Regions from separate parts of the Sus scrofa genome. Here region 1 is linked to region 2. The links are chromatin contacts, called in public Hi-C maps. All regions are on one chromosome and are shown on one strand. The core of a region is the stretch at or near the end of the contact, and the rest is flanking DNA. Distances in the headings are between cores, read along the strand shown.

The links. Hi-C and Micro-C count contacts between places; a contact is called where the count stands out from the background.
Region 1: a contact with region 2 is called in a Hi-C map of psoas muscle, with 2.2 times the contacts expected there. The contact joins two enhancer-like sites. A contact is called at or near these places in 1 of 5 promoter capture datasets (liver), 8 of 47 Hi-C or Micro-C datasets (embryonic fibroblasts, fetal heart ventricle, heart right ventricle and 4 more) and 1 of 2 datasets of contacts at active chromatin or transcription factors (skeletal muscle).

Annotation. Positions count from the first base shown.
Region 1 is chr1:271,304,058-271,309,540 of Sscrofa11.1, reverse strand. No RefSeq gene overlaps it. Among named protein-coding and RNA genes, the nearest start is that of PRRC2B, 30 kb to the left of the region's middle. Within about 2 kb of position 2,645, at least 11 of the 83 cell types and tissues checked have an H3K27ac peak or open chromatin away from gene starts, as enhancers often do.
Region 2 is chr1:271,168,106-271,173,865 of Sscrofa11.1, reverse strand. It overlaps NUP214 (nuclear pore complex protein Nup214), which reads right to left. Exons shown (of 35, transcript XR_002337892.1): 25 at 1,865-1,940; 26 at 215-293. Among named protein-coding and RNA genes, the nearest start is that of NUP214, 67 kb to the right of the region's middle. Within about 2 kb of position 2,300, at least 7 of the 83 cell types and tissues checked have an H3K27ac peak or open chromatin away from gene starts, as enhancers often do.

The DNA.
Region 1 (5,483 bases), core at 1,396-3,895, 140 kb before region 2:
CATAGAGGAAAACTATTCTGTTTAGAATGGATAAACAACAAGGTCCTACTGTACAGCACAGGGAACTATATACAGGCTCCTGGGACAGACCATGATGGAAAATAATGTAAGAAAAAGACTATATATAAGTATGACCGGGTCACCTTGCAGTACAATAGAAATTGGCACAACACTGTAAATCAACTATGCCTTAATAAAAAAATTTTCTTAAAAACCCTTCATTTTCTTGTAGGGGTTCAATATACTACACTAATATAGTTAAGGGTTTCCTTCAAGACATGTCCCTGGAAGGGCAGGAGCCCAGCCCATGGGAGGCACTGCACCATCACAGCTTGCTACAGGCTCGTGCCACAGGCTGCCAGGCGGTCTGCCATCAGGGACTCAAGCCTTCACGTGCAAAGGCTTTGGGGCACTTGTCCAAAGTCTGGTTTCAAGCCACAGCTGAGACCAGCACTGCCTCTCACCTGCCCGCTCTGGCAGTTGGGTGGGGCATAAATACTATGGTGGGTTAATGCACTGGCTTCCTCCCTTTCCACCTGTTTCTTTGGCCTTACAAGCACACACTGTAATCTCCTGCCTGAATCAAGAATCAGGCTGAACTAGAACAGAGAGTCTGGTGTGGGTTCAAGACCCAGGTTCTGCAGGAGCAAAGTAAGGATGCTGCTTTTGCTGCTCCTATTCCACATTGTACTGGAAATTCTAGCCAGAGCAGTCAGGCAAGCACAAGGAATCGAAGGCTTCCCCACTGGAAAGGAAGAAGTGAAATTATCTCTATTCGCAGATGACATGATCTTATACATAGACAATCCTAAAGCAACTACCAAAAAAACGCTATTAGAGCTAGTACGTGAATTCGGCAGGGTTGAAGGATATGCAATCATCATTCGGCTATCAGTTGTATTTCTATATGCCAAAGTGACCAATCCCAGAAAGGAAATAAAGAGAACAATTATTATTATTATAATTTTGGGGGGGTCTTTTTGTCTTTTCTAGGGCCGCTCCTGTGGCATATGGAAATTCCCAGGCTAGGGGTCTAATCAGAGCTGTAGCCTCCAGCCTACGCCACAGCCACAGCCATGCCAGATCCGAGCAGAGTCTGCGACCTACACCACAGCTCACGGCCACACCGGATCCTTAACCCACTGAACAAGACCAGGGATTGAACCCACAACCTCATGGTTCCTAGTCAGATGCGTTAACCACTGAGCCACGACAGGAACTCTGAGAACAATTATTAATTTATAATCACACAAAAAGAATAAAATGTTTAGGAACAAATTCAGCAAAGAAAGGGTAAGACTTGCACACTGAAAACTACAAAATATTGCTGAAAGAAATAGGAGTTCCCATCGTGGCTCAGCAGAAACGAAGCTGACTAGTATCCATGAGGATGCTGGTTTGATCCCTGGCCTCCCTTGGTGGATTAAGGATCTGGTGTTGCTGTGAGCTGTGGTGTAGGCCGGCAGCTGCAGCTCCAATTCGACCGTGGCCTGGGAACCTCCATATGCTGAGGGTATGGCCCTAAAAATACCAAAAAAAAAAAATGTATATATTGCTGAAAGAAATAAAAGGAGACGTACATCAATGGAAAGACATTGGATTGAAAGACTTAGTGTTGTTAAGATGACAATACTACCCAAAGAAATATACGGATTCAATACAATCTTTGTCAAAATTTCAATGGCTTTTTTTGGGGGGGGCCGTGCCGGTGGCATGTGGGTATTTCTGGGCCAGGAATTGAACTTGTGCCACAGCAGGGAATGGGGTGCTGCAGTAACAACACCAGATCCTTAACCAGCTGTACCACGAGGGAACTCCTCAATGGTGTGTGAGCCCGAAGCAGGGGGTTTAAGCTCACAGGATGTCCAGTCTGGGGCAGCAGCAGGTGCTAGGAAGCAGGCAGAAGACACGCTGGGTCTGCTGAAGGCAAATGTTTCACTTGGGGACTTCCCTTGGGCCCTGGCAGTTAAGGATCTGGCGTTGTCATTGCTGTGGCTCAGGTTTGATCCCAAGCCTGGGAACTTCCACATGCCACGGGCGAGGCCAAAAAAAAAAAAAAAAAAGAAAGAAAAATTCCACTTAGGCAGCCCTGGAAAGGACCCTGCCGCCCCAGGACCCCAGGCCTCGCCCTCTCTGAATCCACCACCCTCAGGGCCGCTGGCTGGAGTGAATCACAGTCCCCTAAGTGCTGGTGGGCCAGCACCTGGTCGGCTGCCACTTCCTGAGCGCCCAGCTCCTATGCTGGTCTTCAAGGCTTCCTGTTTGTCGATGAGGTCTCTGAGGACCAGGGCGGTGGTGGCTTGACCCTAGGGTGGAGGGGGCTGGCGCACAATGGGGCTGATGCCAAACCAGCCTGTCGTGTTTTGAACTTCGAAGGGAAGGGAGTGGGTCTTCTTCCTCGTTGCCTGCCCTGCCAGTATGTCACAGGGGCCATGAGCTTAAGCCAATCCGAAAGGCGACATCTTGGACCTTTTGGGGCTCAGAAGCAGAGATGCCCACACAACCTGCAGGGAGTCCCTGCAGGAACCACCTTTTCCCACTAGAGAGCGCTGTGGGACAGAAACCCAGTCCAGAATGGACCATCCAGCCCATCAGCTGCGACAGTGGTGATGACAGGTGAGGAGGAGCTGGCATTCCTGGAACTTGCCCTTTGCGACAACCACCTCATTGGATCCTCACACCAAAGCCAGGACTAAGCTGTTAGGATCCCACTTTGAAGATTAAGAAACCACACTCAGCATTGTTAAGTGATTGGTCCCAAGTCTCCAAGTTAGACGTGGGAGAGCCAAACTTGAACCCAGACCATTAACCAATGACCCTGCCTCCCCCAGGCTCTTTGGTTCTGTCTCTCCTGCTTCGTCTCTTCTAGATGCTTCTAAGCTCAGTGAGATTTGTCCAGGCCCACTCAGCCGTGGGGAAAGTTCTCCTCACCCCCCCATAGCCCCATGAATTACTGCCAGGAGAGGCTGGGCTGGGGCAGGCAGAGGGGGAGGGGCAGGAGCTGGGGCCATGGGGCCGGCTCTGGACATTGGGAGATCCCAGGCCACTGGGCTAGAAGTCCTTCTGCTCTGGCCCCAGGCAGAGCTGGTCCCCTGGGAGTCCGCCAGGCTTATTAATATCCTGCTGAGTCAGGGGGCTCTTGAATTTCAGCATCACAAGACTCAGAGGCTGAGCCCAGCAGGAATATTCTTGACTCCCCAGCGTCCTCTCTCCCCCCGGCACTGCCCACCCCAGGCTGGAGGCCCTGCGGGTCTGAGCTGCCAGGTGGCCTGGGGGCAAGTCACTTCACCTGACAGTGAGGTGGAGATAGGAAGCCTGTTCAGGGCTGTAGCGAGGCAGTGCCCTTCCATGGCTGGGCACACGAGACGAGCCAAGGAGCAGGAGCTGCTTTTCCAGAAGAGACCTTTTCTGGAGGGCCTGTGGCAGCCTGTCCTTGTCACAGAGGGTGCCTCAGTGGGGGCAGCCCAGCCTGGTTCTCAGAGAGCTCCCTGTCTGCCTGACATGGGGTCCCCAGCTGGCAGCCAAAGTGGACTGGGCTCAGCTGGGGGCCCAACAGAAGCCAGGTCTGTCCATGGCCCCGCCGATGAGCTCTCGGGATATTTGGAATTAGGTCTCAGGGAATCTCGCGTGGGATGGGCGCTGTCTGAGGGAAGAGGTCCTGGATGCAGGTGAGGGGGGCGGTGGGGTGGCCATGGCAACAGAGGGAGCCAGACTGCAGAGGGTGAAATGAGCCGGATGCAGCAAAAGAGAAGAGCCAGGGAGTTCTCTGATGGTCTAGTGGGTTCAGCTCCTGTGTTCTTCACTGTGTCTCTGGTCATTGCTGTATGGTGCAGGTTTGGTCCCTGGCCGGGGAATTACCACATGCTGCCTTGTGGCAAAAAAGACAAAAAACTAAAAAAAAAAAAAAAAAAAAAAAAAAGCTAGAGAGAGAGAGAATCTAAAATAAACATTACACTCATTAAAAAAAAAAAAGACAGGCGCCCCAGGAGAGAAGCCTTCTGGCTTCTGGCTCAGCCTTCTGCACCCACTTTCCCACAGGCTCCAGGAGGCTGCCCACACCCCACCCCACAAGAGCCTCCTTGTCATTGTACACAGCCTTGCAGAGGGAGGTGGAGGTGGGAACATTTCTCCACCACCCAGCCCTTGAGTTCCCCAGTTAGGGTTTATAACGATTTACCTTCCAGGCACCAGGGCGCGGCCCGAGATACCCATGTCCCCTCCTCGAAGCCTCACAGGATACCTGTTCTCCCCATCTCACAGATGAAGAAACTGAGGCCCCCAAGGCAGAGTCAGCTGCCCCTCAGTGACAGAGCCAGGACTCAAACCCAGGTCTTCTGCTTCACCTTGGTTCTAGATGCGCTCATTCAGCTCAGCATCAGTTTTCGTGTGTTTTTCAGCTCAGCATTTGTTGAAGGAAGGAATCCAAGTTTCATTTCTAGAGAATTCCTCTTTTTGTGTCCTCATCCCCCGGCCCCTGAGCTGGGTCCTTTCCTGCCGCCCCCAACACTCGGCCACCCCAGGTTGCGCCCCCTTCACATCTGATGGATGGGAGGAAGTGCTATGAACCTTGGGCCCTTCTCAGACGCCGCCCAGAGCTTGTCCAAAGGGGGCTTTGGCTCCTGGCCTTATCAGCCAGCCCCACATGTCTCAGAGAGCCCACGACGGGAGCCCGCCCTGCCCCAGCCCCTCACAACCAGTTGTTATCAGAGGACACATTCCAGCCGGGCGGCCCTCGGAAGGCGCGGAAGATAAACCTGCCACCTTCCGGCCCCTCTTCCGAGTTGGGCCAAGTGGGGAGGGCGCTCCAGGGGCAGGAAGGGGGTTATCACCACAGGAAGACCTGGTGTGAGAGAACCCTGGGAGCTGGAGCGTGACCCTTCAGAGGAGGGGACCCTGCTGGCTGGGGCTGGGAGAGGGGCAGCTGCTTCTTTGGAAGCCCAGATGTTTGCTCTGGGAGCCAGGAGGTGCCTGGTGAGGTCGGTGGGGCTCTCGGCCAGAGGCTGGAGGGCCCTCCGGGCAGGGTCTCAAAGTGCCGCCGTCTTCACACACCTGTCTGTCCGCCCCATTAAAGATAAGAGAATTGATGGAGTTCCCGCTATGGTGCAGTAGGATCAGGATCAGGCATTTTCTCTGCAGTGGCGCAGGTTCGGTCTCTGGCCCAGCATGGTGGGTTGAGGATCTGGTGTTTGCCACAGCTGAGTAGGTGTACGCAGAAAAGAAGAAAAAGAAAAAGAAAAAGATAGGAGTTCTTGTTGGGACTCAGCAGGTTAAGAACCTGACATAGTGTCCATGAAGATGAGGGTTTGATCCCTGGCCTCACTCAGTGGGTTAAGGATCCGGCGTGGCTATGAGCTGTGGTGTAGGTTGCAGACGTGGCTGGCATCCCACGTTGCTGTGGCTGTGGCATAGGCCAGCCTCTATGGCTCTGATTCAACCCCAAACCCGGGAACTTCCATATGCCGCAGGTGTGGCCTTAAAAAGAA
Region 2 (5,760 bases), core at 1,051-3,550:
TCTGTTCAGGAAAAACATTCAAAGCCAGGTTTTCGCCTACTGTTCTCACAGGGCTTGTTAATTTCCCAGAGATTCTACAGCAACTGTATCTGAGGCCTTTCAAATGCATCTTTACCTGATTTCACATCAGCTGCCTTTGTGATCCAGAACAATTATTTCCATTGTGGAGCTTAGAAAATACCTTATTTTCACTAAGACAAAAGTACAAACTGACCTGAAGCTTTATCACCAGATGACAACTGACTGGATGCTGGGGTGGACCCGGGTGGCTTTAGGGAATTTATCAGCGACCCCTAGAACAGAAGCAAAGCATTTATGTGAAACCACAAACCAGCTTCTGAAATAAGGAACATGTTAAATGATAATTTAAAGAAGCAAGTACAAACACTTTTATTTAGTTTTGTTTTTTAAGTTTCAACGTAGGCCCATATTTTTAAATGCTTACCACATGTAGGATGCTATCAGAGACAGGAATATCCTGCAAGCACCAAAAAAGAAGCCACGCCTGTTTAGCTTGTGGTTATTGCCTCAGTGCCTGACACAACACTTGGCACATGAAAGGTGCTGGAATATGTGATACACAAGTGAAGGCAGAAATAAATGATAGAGGAGTTCCCGTTGTGGCTCAGTGGTTAACGAATCCGACTAGGAACCATGAGGTGTGGGTTCGATCCCTGGCCTCGCTCAGTGGGTTAAGGATCCAGCGTTGCCGTGAGCTGTGTGGTGTAGGTCGCAGACTCAATTCGGATCTGATGTTACTATGGCTGTGGTGCAGGCTGGCAGCTACAGCTCTAATCAGACCCCTAGCCTGGGAAGCTCCATATGCTGCAGGAGCGGCCCTAGAAAAAACAAACAAACAAAAAAAAGAAATGAATAGAATAAGTTCTGGTCATCAATAGACTTATGATAAGATTAAAAAGCAAAACTCTTCAACTTATCCATCTCCAGTCGATGTTCTTTTACTCTCGTTTGTCATGATTTACGCTTTACCATGGGTCCCCTTATCTGAACATGAAACCTCCAGAAGAAACACTAAATGCTAATAGTTTAAATGCCATGATAAGTCACGGCAAACTAAGGAGCAGGATGCCAAGTCTGAGAACTCACTATGGCAGGTTCTGAGGTTCAATCTCAAACATGATCTAAAATCACTTTTCTAGAGACAGATATTAGAGCAGCAGAGGAACCAAGTTCTCTCGGGAAAGTTTCAGAGAAACACTGGTCTACCTTTCAGCCATCTCCTATCATTTTCTTCCGGATTTGCTCAACTGTTTATAACATAACCTAGTTTTGTAAGAGACAATGTTTACCAGGCAAAAGCCAGAAAGTAGACATAACAAAATCACTGAATATGCAAGGTCTGAAAAACCGAGGTTGCAGAAGAAAGCATGAGACCCGATTCCCCAGAGGCTGATACCGAAAGGGACAATGAACAAAGCGGGAGACAGGAAGAAGGCGGATGACTTGGGTTCCGGCTCTGGTCAGCCTGCGTCAGTTCCCTGAGCCTTCATTAATGGAACATACCCGAACACCTGTCTGGTCTACTGCATGGGGCAGCAGTCTGGGTTAACTGAGGCGGGTTAAATGAAAGTAAATTCCAACCCAGACTGCCCATACGAATACAAGGTATCAGAGCTATGACTGGAGATGACTAGATGCAGAATGTCAAACGGCCCCCAAAGACAGTGTCAGGTCCTGACCGACCTACTACATAAAGCCTGGTATAAACTGTGGGGAAAGCATCCCAAGCCTTTGTCAGACTTACAGGTCATTTCATCAACATAAGGACTTCAAAGAGTACTGTCTTCAGGGACAAAGGCAGTCACTGCATGTCACGTGAGCAAAGCAAAACTTGGCAAGTTACCTGCTTAGTCTGGTTAGCAGTCACGGGGCTCAGCACGGGGTGAGGTGTCTTGGCTGCAGAGTACGGCACTGAAGCGCTGAAACACACAAAGCATACACTCAAGAGAAAGGCGTGACGAAGCAAAAACCACATTCGGCCCCCAGCCAGCCTTCTGTCCAAAAAAAAATAATACCAATTTTGGGTAGAATATAGACGTCTGGGACCTGGCCCAAGTCATCGCACATTCTTCTGACTGAAGAGTAAAATCCTTTACACGAAACTTCAGTCTTTGCAGAAAAGTCAAAGCACTGGCCCTAAAATCTATTTTCTTCCTGCCATTCTAAGGGAAAAAGTTATAAATATTCAGAAGTAGATCTTTCTCTTCCCTGGAGAGTGAGCTTTCCCCACCTCGTCCCTAACACGGCACCACTATCCCAGATCACGTGGGGCATTCCCGAGTCTCTTTCCCAAACCTGAGAAAACGTTCAGCGGGATCTCGGGGCTGTACACGATCTGCAGCCTGCGTGGCTCAAAGGAGAAACCTCGGCTGCGCACAGCAACCAGCCCCGAGAGCCCAGGGCTCATCCCATCAGCAGCCAGAGACTCCGAGGTACCACGTTCAGTTTCCAGCCTGCGCGTCTGCTGTTGTATGCAAAGTGCATCTTGTATTTGTAGAAAGTTCCCACCACCTTTTGTTAACCCTGAACACAGGATGCAGGCAACTGTTATTTATCTGTCCTCAGCCCAGAGCGCCACTGACTGGTATGGAGAGCACTAGCAATTATAGGACCTGGTTTTATTTTTCAGACTCCCATTTAGGGAGGAGTAATAATTTTCCATCAAAAAATTAACTTGGAAGAAGGAAGACAAAAATAAGCTCATGCCTCATAGAAAAAAATTATCAAAACAACTTAACAATCTTCCAAATCACCTTAGGATACTCTGCTGGAATAACATGGGAACCTTCCCCAGCAAAAACTTTATTACATTGAGAGAGAAGGAAAAATGGAGTTATTTTCAATGAAATAAAACCCTCTTTATTTTTCCACTGAAGACAGAAGAATATATATACAACCAGCTCTCTGAAGAAACACATCCCTGTCCCCTGAGATAGTCCACCAAGCAGGTGCACAGGTCCACTGCTCCCCCTCTGCTGCAGAATCACCAAGAAAAAGAACATGCGAGTGAGGCTCTTGGGACTGAGAAATCCCTGGGCAGACAGCACGCTTGGGGGAAAAACGATGTGAACGCATGCAAATCACAAGGGAAATGAAAATCTTTCCTGTTTTCTCAAAGATAAGCAAAAAAGAAACTGCAAATAAAAATGAAAGAAGCAATTCATCCAATTTTAAAACACTTCCGACACTCCCAATTTAGTTACGACATGATGGTAAACTAAGCTATTCATGAAGCAGATGAGGTATAATTATTTATTGTTCTATTTACTCGTGATAATGCTGTGACTCTTTTGGGTGTTCTAAATCTCCAAACACACCAAGTTAGGATTCACGATACTGACACACCGGGCCACCTGACAACCCCGCAGAGAAATGCTGTTTAGTGTCATCAGCTGAAAAATCAGCTGACCTCATTGGACCCACTATGATCCAAGAGGACGAACAGAAAAGCATAGTATGCCACCGAATAAACGGCTTCGAAGATTCGGGGATGATCATGAACCTAAACAATGGAAATCAACAACTAGAAATGTTCGAGATGAAAACACCACACCTGGATGACTGTTTTCTACTTCCTGGCAGTGTGGACCTGAAAAGAGATCATCAGAAATTCATTTGAGTGCTCTGTTCCATAACTGAAAACAGAACCCCAAGGACCACGGGCAGAAAACGGCGCTATAACCTGTACTTACTACCCGAGTCTACAAACGACGTCTGCACTTCCGGCCAGCTAGGGCACTGCTTCAGAAAGGAGTAATGGTGTCACAAAGGTCCCCCAAAGTAGTAAAATTAGGTTCTTGGAGAAAAACAATTCCAAGAGAGCTTAAGTTCTCTGACTCTCCATAACCCAGGCCACTCTGATAAAAAGCACTACACAAGTGGAGGTGAAAATACTAAATATGATAAACATGGGAAAATGTCACGACAAACCGCTTTCAAACCCTGCCTCGAACAGAGAGGAGTCTCTTTTTAAGAAGCTTAACGCAGGAGTTCCCGTCGTGGCTCAGTGGTTAACAAATCCGACTAGGAACCATGAAGTTGTGGGTTCGATCCCTGGCCTTGCTCAGTGGGTTAAGGATCTGGTGTTGCCGTGAGCTGTGGTGTAGTTTGCAGATGCGGCTCAAATCCTGCGTTGTTGTGGCTCTGGTGTAGGCGGTGGCTGCAGCTCCGATTGGACCCCTAGCCTGGGAACCTCCATGTGCCGCCAGAGCGGCCCTGGAAAAGACAAAAAAAAAAAAAAGCAGCAGCAGCTTAAAGCAACATCACCCACCTGTTGTCTCCCAGGTCCTGTGGGTCAGCACGGCTGAACCGCCTCATGGGGGAGCGAGCAGGGCTGCATTCTGGATGGAGGCTCTGAACATGAGCTCTCTCCAGGCAGACTGTTGGTGGAATCCAGCTTTTCATGCTGGAGGACTCCATATCCTTTCTGGCTCTCGACTGGGGGCTGCCCTCATCTCTCCACAGCTGACAAAGCCCTTCTCACATGCCCCCACCATGTTTACAGGAGGCAGGGTTTTGTTTTGTTTTTTGTTTTGGCTACACCCCATCCACACTGCCTGCTGTCACAGGCAGGCTAATACATGCACAGTCTAGGGAAGTGTGTGCTATACACAATGATAAAACTGAGTTGTTAAGACTGTCAAACATTAAGATTTCGGCTAGGCCCTTTCTTAGTGGTCCCTTAAATGTTAATGAATTTTAACAAGGTAAATATTCATACTATTGTTGTGAAAGAGGACAACCATTCTTTTACCTATTTCAACTTTTTTTTTTTTTTTTTTTTTTTGCTTTTTATATCTGCAGCATATGGACGTTCCCAGGCTAGGGATCGAATCAGAGCTACAGCTGCCGGCCTACACCACAGCCACAGCAACGCAGGATCTGAGCTGCATCTGTGACTACACCACAACTCACAGCAACGCCGGATCCCCAACCCACTAAGTGAGACCAGGGATTGAACCTGCATCCTCATAGATACTAGTCAGTTTCGTTTCCACTGCACAACGGGAACTCCTCTATTTCAACATTTTCAAAGGGCCCCAAAGAGCCCCTTACTTTAATTTTGGTAAGTCTTAAAGTTAACTACTTAAACAACTGTAACTTTTCTGGTAGTAATTTTTTTTTTTTTTTTTTTTGGTCTTTTGTCTTTTTGTTGTTGTTGCTATTTCTTGGGCCGCTCCCGCGGCATATGGAGGTTCCCAGGCTAGGGGCTGAATCGGAGCTGTAGCCACCGGCCTACGCCAGAGCCACAGCAACGCAGGATCCGAGCCGCGTCTGCAACCTACACCACAGCTCACGGCAACGCCGGATCGTTAACCCACTGAGCAAGGGCAGGGACCGAACCCGCAACCTCATGGTTCCTAGTCGGGTTCATTAACCACTGCGCCACGACGGGAACTCCCTTTTCTGGTAGTAATTTAAAGGTAAGACAAAAAAGGAGACAGGACCACTTACCAAGAGCAACTGAAGAAACAAAAAAATCAGGAGAGAAAAAGGAAATAATAGAAGAGAGTGAAAACAAAAGCTATCGGGGTTTTTTTAGCTATTAGACAGGCAGTAATCTTCAAGTCTGATAATCCTGGCAAAGATATGGGGAACCAGACTGCCACACACTGCTTGCAGGAAGGAGAAACTGGTACAAGCTCTACTGAAGAATTTGACAACAATTACAAAACTTATACTACGTACACACACTCACATATACGGGTATCTGCCTTGCCTCAGAGATCTTCCACTTGA